Regions from separate parts of the Mus musculus genome. Here region 1 is linked to region 2. Evidence: chromatin contacts called from public HiChIP or PLAC-seq data. All regions are on one chromosome and are shown on one strand. The core of a region is the stretch at or near the end of the contact, and the rest is flanking DNA. Distances in the headings are between cores, read along the strand shown.

Region 1 (4,742 bases), core at 736-3,235, 45 kb before region 2:
GCCTGCCAAAGGAGGGTGCTCAGCTTCTTCTCAGAGTCACAAGGGGCTGTCCCAGCTGATGGAACCGTGCCTGCCTTGTTAAAAAGGGCTTTGTCCACATCAACTGTTCTAGCTACTCGTTGCCTCTGCATCAGAAGCATCAGAAGATGACTCACGGATGCTTGGAAAATAAGCTACTTTTTAAACCTCAACTTTAAAAAAGAAAAAAAAAACCCTCATTGCTTTCATTAGATATCCACAGCCTTGAGTGCACACAAGATCGAAATGAGAAATCACACGAAGAGCCACCTCTCGGTCCCCTCTCTCCATTAGACACTCTCCAGAGCTCTGCTCAAGCCAGCCAGAACAGATGTGCCAGCCACTCAGCTGTCCCCTCATGTCCCAGGAGGCCTGGCTTTTCTGAATTTCAGTTTTCTCGCCCATAAAATGGGAGTGATGATAATCATGACATTACTAGTCATGAGGACCTTTGGCCCTCAGCTGAGTTTCGGTGATACATGGCATTCAAAGGAGAGGGTTCCAGCTGGGCAGCCGTGGTACATGCCCTTGATCCCTGCACTCTGGTGGGAGAGGCAGGTGGATCTCTGCGAGTTTGAGGACAGCCAGGTCTATCTTAAACCAAAATAAACAAAAGCAAAGTAAAAGAGCTAAGAGATAGATTGAAACTCACGGACACAAATCCTTTTCAAAAGCAGGAAATACGCTATGTTTATTATGTTGTGGCAAGTTTGTGCTCCAAGATAAGAAACAGTCTTGTAGAAAAACAACAAAATAAATTAAAAAATAAAAATAAAAATAAATATAAATAAATAAATAAATAGGATCACTTCAAAGGTGGTCCCAGAGCTGGGGAAAGAGACCCAGGCAGAGTCAGAAACTGGAGTCTCCTGCAGCCAGGAGGTCTTCCTACAACAACTTCAGTGCTGTGGGGAGGAGAGACAGGGCAATGTCACACTCGGAAGTGAAACTGAAGCAGGTGCCGAGTCCCCCACCACCACCACACCCCCATCTTCAGTCCCCAGATGATGTCGAAGTTTAAGGCTCTGGAAAAAGCTATCTCACAGGGCCTCTGTTTCTCCTGTAAAGTGGGTTGGGCATGCCCTTTGCCTGAGGGGAAATGCTCAGAACTCTTTCTGCCTTGTGAAGGGGTGATTAGACATCAGGCAGTCTGCTCCCTCAGAGCGTGTGACCCCTCTGATGGAAGGTAGGTGCTGACCTGTGAGAATGTAATGCAGAACCCATGTGATATTTCCTGACAGGCTGCAGGAGTATGCCAGATAGCAAACCTAGGGGCCTCTAAGGGTAGCATGCACGGGGATGGGATGGGTGTGCAGCTTTGCAGGGAAGTGGCAAGGTAGGTGCTCACCGTTACAGCCCAAACGACTGACGGATCCGATCCGGTCTATCTTGTGCCCAAAGCAGCTTGAGATATGTGTCACCTTGGAATTTTGAGGTCTCTGCTGGACCCGGAGGGTGCTGCCTTGAGACCGAAGGACTCTTTTTGGGTGTTCTTTTGTGAGGCCTTGGTCCTTCAAGAGCTGTCTCTGGGCCATTTCCTCCGACTTTTCTCTTATCAGCTCCAGCAGCTTCTGTGATGGATTGGGGAGCCCAGACGTCAGAAACACACACACCTGAATCCCCCATCCTTCCATAGTGCTCATCAGTTAAGAGATATGCTGCCCAATCTTTCAGTTTGCTGACTCTCACATGGCTAATTCCCAAAGGACTCGAGGTCTTTTCATTGCCGCTTCCCAAACCCTTCAGGCAGACCCTCAGTGCTCACCTGCATCTTGAATTGCTCTGGAGACTGGCTAGGACTTCCCAGAGGATAGGAGTGACCTCCCAGCGGTGACAGATAAAGGAAAAGCAGAAACAGAATCATCTGGGACAGCACCTTCAGGAGATCCATGCCGCAGAAGCGATGGGCCAGGCAATGATGCCGTGTTCTCCCTTGTCTCGCCTCCCCAAGCAGCTTGTGCACTGGTGTCTTCAACAACGGTGCCTCTGCCTTTTATACTGGGGCTGAGTGTCCGGCCAGACCTTTTCACGGAGTAGGGGTGGGGTTATCTCTGATTTATCAGCTGCATTCCTGCCGGCTGAGCTCAGGACCTGAGAATTCACCCCTCTGTGCCTGTGTGGAGTATTCATTGTGGGTGGAGGCTGTGGAGAGCAAGCCTTGTATAGAAATGGGCTGGGCTAGGGTGGGGGTGTGCGGAACACACTAACAGTCCTTGCTTCCTGCTCCCTTCTTTCATGCAGAGCCTGAGGGCCTATGACATCCTGCCCCACCCCTATTGGAAATGGCGGGGAGAGCCCCAGCTTTCCCAGCCTGTGGCGAGTGTGGGGCTTATGGCGTGACTCATGGAAAACATTCCCAAACAACACCCACCATCACCAGCCTCCCGGGGAGAGTGTCCTCCAAACCTGTAATCCAGGCCCGGCCTGGCTTCCCAGCACCTAGCTGGACTGCACTACTTCCGGGTACTCTGGTAGCTGTCCGTGGTTCTGATCGCCACACGTGTACTTCACACCAACTTTCAAGCTCTCTCCTCAACCGATTTCCAGGCCAGAAGGAGCTATGTGGCTCACACAATGGTTTTGATACCCACCTTCCAACAACCCCCCTCAAAAACTTGTGAAGATTTCAGCTTGAGGATGCTCACTCTCCAGTGTCAACTGATTAAAAGCTGGGATATGACAAGGAACTTCTGGAATTCCAACCCTCCTTTCTGACCCTTAACAAGAAGAGCTGATTAGGATAGAATTTTGAGTCTGACCCAAAGATGAGGTCACGTAGCCATGCCATCTGGGGCATCATCTCTGGGTGCCAAAGTCTCCTCCCCCACCATGAGTGGAAGAGAAAGTGTGCCTAGACTCCAGACGTGTGGGAAAGGCCTCTCCCCAGCTCTCTCTTAGCTGATCGGCCAACAGTGACGTCTCCCTCACACAACGCACCCAGCCTCCCACTCAGATGAGAATTGAGACTCTGAGGAAGTGAAGCTGAGGCATATACACCCAGGTGTGCGCCCAGTGTCTCTATCCCTTCTGCAGAATCTGTGCTAACAACTGTCAGGTTGGTCAAGGACAATGACCAGGAGTGGCAGTGGGTTAAGGCAGAGATGGAGAAAGGGGATAGTTAGAAGATCATGAGTCCAGAACCAGTCACATTTGGAGAAAGCTGTTAGGTTCTTCTGCAAGCTTCTGGGCCTCTCGGACCCATGTTTGCATGAGATTCTGTGTTCTGACCCAAGGGAAACACACACTCTCTTCTAAGCAATTGTTTAGGAGAGGCAGAGAATGCCTCCATCTCCACTCTTAGCTCAACCCTTCTCCTTGCACATGAATTTGTCTCCTAATCCTAATCCTTCTCACACAATTTCCCTCTGAGAAACCAATTAGCCTACCACCCCCACGTCCAGTTTCAGTAAATTCTCAGGACACAGGCAGAATAAAGCCAGATTCTTGGCTAACAGGTCATACAAAGGACCCCCAGCCAAGTTCCTGATAGAGCTTATCTCTCCTCTGAGATAGCCACTATCCACATCTCTATCACCATTCCTGTCATCTGGCTTGTGTGTGGCAGGAGCTTGAAGCCATTGGTAATGTAACACCCACAATCAGGAAGCAGAGAGCAGTAAATTCCTCTCTCTCTCTCTCTCTCTCTCTCTCTCTCTCTCTCTCCATTTATATAGTCCAGAACCCCATCCATGGATCGGGGCCACCCACAGTGGGTCTTCGCTCCTCAACTAACACAATAAAAATAATCCCCAGTGCTGGAAGATGGCTGAGGTGCTTTAGAACACTGGTTGCTCTTCTAGAGGACCTAGGTTTGGTTCCCGTGCCCACATGGTGGCTCACAATTACTTACAACTCCAGTTCCAGGGGATCTGACACCCTCTTTCAGCATCCACTTATTTTGTTGTTGCTTGTTTGAGACAGGGTTTTATTGTGTAGTCCTTAGGTGGCTTGGAACTCACTTTGTAGACCAGGCTGATCTTGAACTCACAGAGATCTGCCTGTTCCTACCTCCTGAATGCTCTGTTTAACGGACTGTACATATTTTGAGACAGGGTCTCGTAGCCCAGGCTAACCTAAACTACCGTATCTTCCTGCCTTTACTTCTCAAGCACCCAGATTACAGGTGCGTACCACCATGCCTGTTTTATGTTGGCTGAAGATTGAACGTGGGGCTTTGTGCATGTTGGGCAAGCACTGTGCCACAAGCTCTGTCCATGAGGCATACTCAGGGTGCCATGAGACACACATAGCTTGGTGGCTTGTAGTGACCATCTTTCAACTGCATCTTCCAGTCCTGGTGATTGGTAGACCTCTGCTGTGGGACTCCTACTTGATGTCCCTCTTCAGAGTGTGGCCTGGTGCCAGCAGCTGCTGGAGTCTCCTGAAGACTTTTCTTAGGCAGAACAGACACAGGCTGTTAGGTCAGTTGTCTGGTGGCGAATGAGGATCGAGGATCAGTTTCTAATACCGACATGGCAGCTCACAGCTGCTGATAATGCCCTGTATGGTCTGGACCTAGCATCAGTGTGGGGTCTACTCCACCCTTTTCCATTGTTTAAAACAGACCCAGGTGACTCCAAAGAAACTGGAAGTAGACCCCACCTCTGTGCAGAAATGGGGGCTGAGCAGAAAGGAGTCTTCAGTGTCTTTGTCTAGTCATTACGTCTTCCTACAAAGCGGTTTATGGAGACAGCCTCTGACCTCCTCACTTTTGAGCACATGCC
Region 2 (4,716 bases), core at 1,067-3,566:
CTTAGGGCAGTCTCCAGCCTTGAATGCCCTCTTTCTGGTCACATGACTGGCTGCTTCTTGCCACTCAGGCCTAACTGAGTGTCTCTATACCAGGGAGCAGAGGGGTGGCCCTCCCACCCCATACCCTTGCCAGTACTACACAATCCAGGTTCTTCACAGAGCTTTCCAGAGTTGTCCCTCTTAAAATGTTCATGTTCCTGTCTTCTCCCAAACCAGACTAAAGCAAGCACTTCGTGGATAAAACTTGCTTGCCAGCCGGGCAGTGGTGGCGCACGCCTTTAAACCCAGCACTTGGGAGGCAGAAGCAGGTGGATTTCTGAGTTTGAGGCCAGCCTGGTCTACAGCTACTTTTTTTTTTTGTTTTTTGTTTTTGAGACAGTGTTCCAACTGCCTCTGCCTCCCAAGTGCTGAGATTAAAGGCGTAAGGCACCACTGCCCCGCCAGGGAGATACCTCTTGACTGAACAAAACTCTCTCTGCACAACCATAGGGGAGTGATGGTAACTGTAACCCTGAAAACCAAAACTCAGTACTGACTGTGGATTGTATTTCTTTTCTTAAACAGTTGACAGGAAAGGTTTTCATTTCCAAAGAATAAATAAGAGGTTTTTGTTTTTTGCTGTTGTTTTTTTTAAGAAAGTTTTCGCTTTGCCTGCACATTCACGCACTGGAGGAAGTCTCCAGCATTCTGGCATTAATTAGCACTGCCACTACAGTGGCAAGGTGAATCTTAGTCTCAAATGTCAGAAGCTGAAGTCAGACAGAAACAAGTTCCGGTGGCCAAAACAGAGTGCCTCTGCATCTCCCTGATGGTTTCTTCTTTACAAACTGACTCTCTCCCCCTCACAAACCAAACCCCTCCACCAGCTCAGGTCAGGCCTCAAGGCCAAGAACAGACAATAAAACTGAACGTGTACACTCAAACCTCCACTAAAACCTTATAAAACTTACTGTTATGGCTCAAAAAGCTAAGACCACAGAGCCAAGATCATATAGCTTCAAAGTGTTTAAGAAGAGCCAACCGTTGAACATCAAGGCCAAGTTGCAACCCTCTGTGTGACCACCACCGAGCATGGGGGGACACCACTAAAGTGGACAGTATGCACACGGACGTCAAGTGGTGGCTGGGCACCAAGCCCGCAACGAGGCCTCACCGGGACTGAAGAGCTGGGCCCAGAGGTACTGGTGATCCTGAAGCAGCTCCGAGGCGGGCATCTCCAACAGCTCCAGCATCTCCTTCCGTGCTAAGTCCTGCAGCGCCTTGAGCTCCTTGGCTCCTTTGCTTTTGAGCACCTGGGGGTGGATGGGACCAGAGATGTGCACCACCCACAGCACCGTCTCGTCCAGCTGTGTCTTGGGAGCCACCTGGAGCCTGTTCACTAACTTCTTAGAGGTCACCACGACCAAGTGCACCAGCCCCGATGGAAGGGGTGTGGACCGGCCCGAGTAGAGGAGAAACTGGTGATCTCCGACCTTCTCCAGGGTGCTGGTGAAGGATTTGGGGACTGGGCCTGCGGTGGGCCCCACAGTCTGCAACGCGGCCACGCGCTCCGTGGGATTGTTGAGCTGGATGCGCTGCAGATAGACGTGGGGTCGGCCTCGGTGCGCCAGGAAGTCCTCCTGCAGTAGCACGCAGTCCCGGCCCGACCCCGCGGAGAGCCCGGAGGCCGAGGCGGGCCCGGGGACACCAGCGGCAGGGCCCGAGCCCGGGGTCCCCAGCTGCAGGCAGCGCACTCGGCGCAGCAGGCCCTCCCGCAGAAGCAGCACCGCCTCTCCAGCCTCGGCCACCACATTCAGCGGGCGTAGCTGCACGAAGGGCACGAAGTCCGGCGTCACGGCAGGCTCCCGCTCTCCGGGCGTCACCCACAGCCGGTTGTTGGAGGCGTCCAGAGCCAGGAAGCCGTTGGCCACCAGGGCTGGCACCCCGGGGCCAAGCGGCACCGCCTCGCCGCGATCACGCAGGCCGCGCCACGCGCGGGTGGCCGCCTCCAGACAGGCAGACGGCTCGGCGGCGCCCGGCTCGCTGCGGGCCCAGGACGGCAGGTGCAGGCCGCCCGCCGCCCGCCGCGCCCCGGAGCTCGCGAACCACAGGAGCAGCACCAAGAGGCCGAGCAGGCAGAGGAGGCGGCGGGCCCAGCTGCTCGACAGCAGCCCCGGCAGCCCCTTCAGGCGCTGCTGCAGCCACATCGGGCCCGCCGCCCAACCTGCCCGCCCGGCCGCCGCCGCTCACTCCCCGGGCCGCGTCGCCGCGCCCTCCTCAACGCCCGCCGCAGCCACCCCAGCAGACACCTTCACCGCTTCCTCCTTCTTCTTGGTTGCCTCCTAGACGTCAAACGCCACCGGCCGTAAGGCGTCGCTGAGTCTTTTGCGACAAGGTGGAAAAGCGGCCAGGGGCGGGATTTGGAGAGGGGGCGGGGTCTCCTTGGGGGCGGGGCCTGGACTGAGGGGCGGGGTGGGGAAGGGAAGAGTGTGGGCAGGAGTCCAAACGGCTTGTTGGAAAAAAGAGAGCAAGAAAAGAAAGTCAGAGAGCAAGCCAAACCCAACATGTGCTGCGCCTCGTTTGCTGCTGATGGTTTCAACAGCCCTAAAGTTAAAAAATAAGAACGTACTGTTTCTGTAAACTATATTTAACTGAATGAAGAAAAGACATGGGGGTAAATGGAAGGAAAGAAAGAAGGGAAGGAGACAGGGAGGAATGAAGTGGAGGGAGGAGGGAAGGAAGAGGAGGAGGAAGGGTAGCCACTGAAAAATTATTTCCTAGGAAATATTTTGTTGGCAGCGTTTCAAACCTGCCTGGCTGCGAGTACACCAGAGTGGGACATAAATCCAGCCTGTTTCTTGAACACAGCAAGTAGTTTTCTTGATGTCAATCTTGAGTTTTAACTCATTAAATAACGCGAAACATTAAGATCTCATACTTTGACAAGACCCGGAGCATCCATATGGGGGGAAGGGCGAGGGGGGCGGAATTCATTGGGAGCACTGGAGCAGACAGTGGGGTGGTTGTTTCCACTTTGAATTCTAGGTAGACAGTGGGCGATTGTTTTCACTTTGGATTCTGGGCAATCCAGAGCCAGACGGGCTGTTGCAAATTCACAGTTGACAATTGAACGGTCACTTAAGGTGGCTTCTAGTGGGTTGTAGGCAGACAGAAAACTGTATGCTGAGGTGGCAAGCCAGTGTCGCATTGGAAGAATGCTCGTCCTGTTTTGATTTGATTTTTATTTTTATTTATCTTTGAGACAGAATCTTTCCTTTGTTGTCCAGACTGGACTTCAAACAATTCCTAGGCCCAAAAGATCCTTTCTCAGCATCCCCAGTCCCTAGAATCAAAGGCATTTGTCCAGCTTTTTACCCATTTTTATTTTCACACAAAAATGAATGCTAAGAGCCCAGCAGTGGTGGCACATGCTGTTAGTCTTAGCATTTAAGAGGCAGGGCAGGTAATTCTCGGAGTTGGAGACCAGCCTGGTCTACAGAGTTCCAGGACAGCCAGGACTACACAGAGAAACCCTGTCTTGAAAAACTAAAGTGGGCTGGTGAGATGGCTCAGCGGTTAAGAGCACCGACTGCTCTTCCAAAGGTCCTGAGTTCAAATCCCAGCAACCACATGGTGGGATCCGTAATGAAATCTGATGCCGTTTCCTGGAATGTCTGAAGACAGCTACAGTGTAAAAAAAAAGAAAGAAAAAGAAAAACTAAAGCAAGCAAGCAAGCAAACAAACACCCCAGAGCTCAGTAGCACATTTTAGCCAGTTGTTGTACACATATCTTTAATCTGACTCTTCAAGAGGCAGGGGCAGGTAGATTTTACTAAGTTCAAGGCTAGCCTGTCTACACAGTGAGACCATATTTCAAAACAAACTAAAACAACCACACTTTTTTTTTTAGCAGACTATTAGCTCAGAACAGAATATTCCTCTAGCACTAGTGATTTCCCAGAACCTTAAAGTTAAAATAAAAATCTAATGGCAAGATGGCTCAGCAGGTAAAAGCATTCGCCAGCAAGTGTGATGACCTAAGTTCTGTACCTAGGACCTATGTGGTAGAAGGAGAGAGCTGACGCCTCTATGTGCACATTGTTGTATGTCCAAATCAGAAGATGGTATGGGATCCCTGGAGTTACAGGCACGTGTGAGTTGCCAGTCTCTTAACTGCTGAACCATCTCTCCAGCTCCACTTTTTAATGGATGACAGGAGGAAACCGCATGCATGTTTGTGTGTGGACAACTTCCCATCCTGAAGTTGTCCAGCAGTTTCCTATTAAATTGGAGTCCTGTGCCTTTAACAGTCCATTGCACGTGGAGCACGTACTAGAAATACTAGAGGCAACATCTGGGCAGCAGCCACCACCTCTTGCTTAAAGAAACAGGCCACCCTACACGAAGCTTGGATTGGGCTCAAGTTCTAGCAATTTGATGAAACAAACAGGAAACAGGTTCCAAAAGAGTAAGGCCAGGCTTCACAAGAGTGAATTCTTCCTCTTGAAAGGTCAGGCAGTTTATAAAACTGATCCCTCTTTTAATTTGTACTCTGATGACTGCCCAGGAATGTTTTCTATCTGGCGTATATCGCTGTAGGCAGTTCTAGCTGGGAGCTGGCTGATGCTTCCTTACTGTGGTCCCACATCAGGTGTGTGATGCCAGGCAGATGATACTGCTTCGAGCCTTAGTTTCTTGTTTTGCAAACAGAAGTGACAGCTTTACGAGAAAGGCAG

Evidence for each region. HiChIP or PLAC-seq counts read pairs in DNA pulled down with a chosen protein or histone mark.
Region 1: a contact with region 2 is called in an H3K4me3 HiChIP or PLAC-seq map of embryonic stem cells, with 49 read pairs. The contact joins the promoter of Nppb here to the promoter of 2510039O18Rik in region 2. A contact is called at or near these places in 4 of 39 promoter capture datasets (cranial neural crest and embryonic stem cells), 6 of 484 Hi-C or Micro-C datasets (embryonic stem cells, nephron progenitors, pancreatic cancer cells and 1 more), 8 of 115 datasets of contacts at active chromatin or transcription factors (the 230-238 cell line, the HL-1 cell line, the NIH/3T3 cell line and 3 more) and 3 of 9 other capture datasets (adipose tissue, liver and pancreatic islet).

The regions. Positions count from the first base shown.
Region 1 is chr4:147,983,143-147,987,884 of GRCm38.p6, reverse strand. Nppb (natriuretic peptide type B) reads right to left here and starts at 1,985. Exons shown (of 3, transcript NM_008726.6): 1 at 1,784-1,985; 2 at 1,367-1,589; 3 at 680-923. The coding sequence starts at 1,909. The coding sequence ends at 907.
Region 2 is chr4:147,938,495-147,943,210 of GRCm38.p6, reverse strand. 2510039O18Rik (RIKEN cDNA 2510039O18 gene) reads right to left here and starts at 2,316. Exons shown (of 3, transcript NM_029841.3): 1 at 1,154-2,316. The coding sequence starts at 2,186.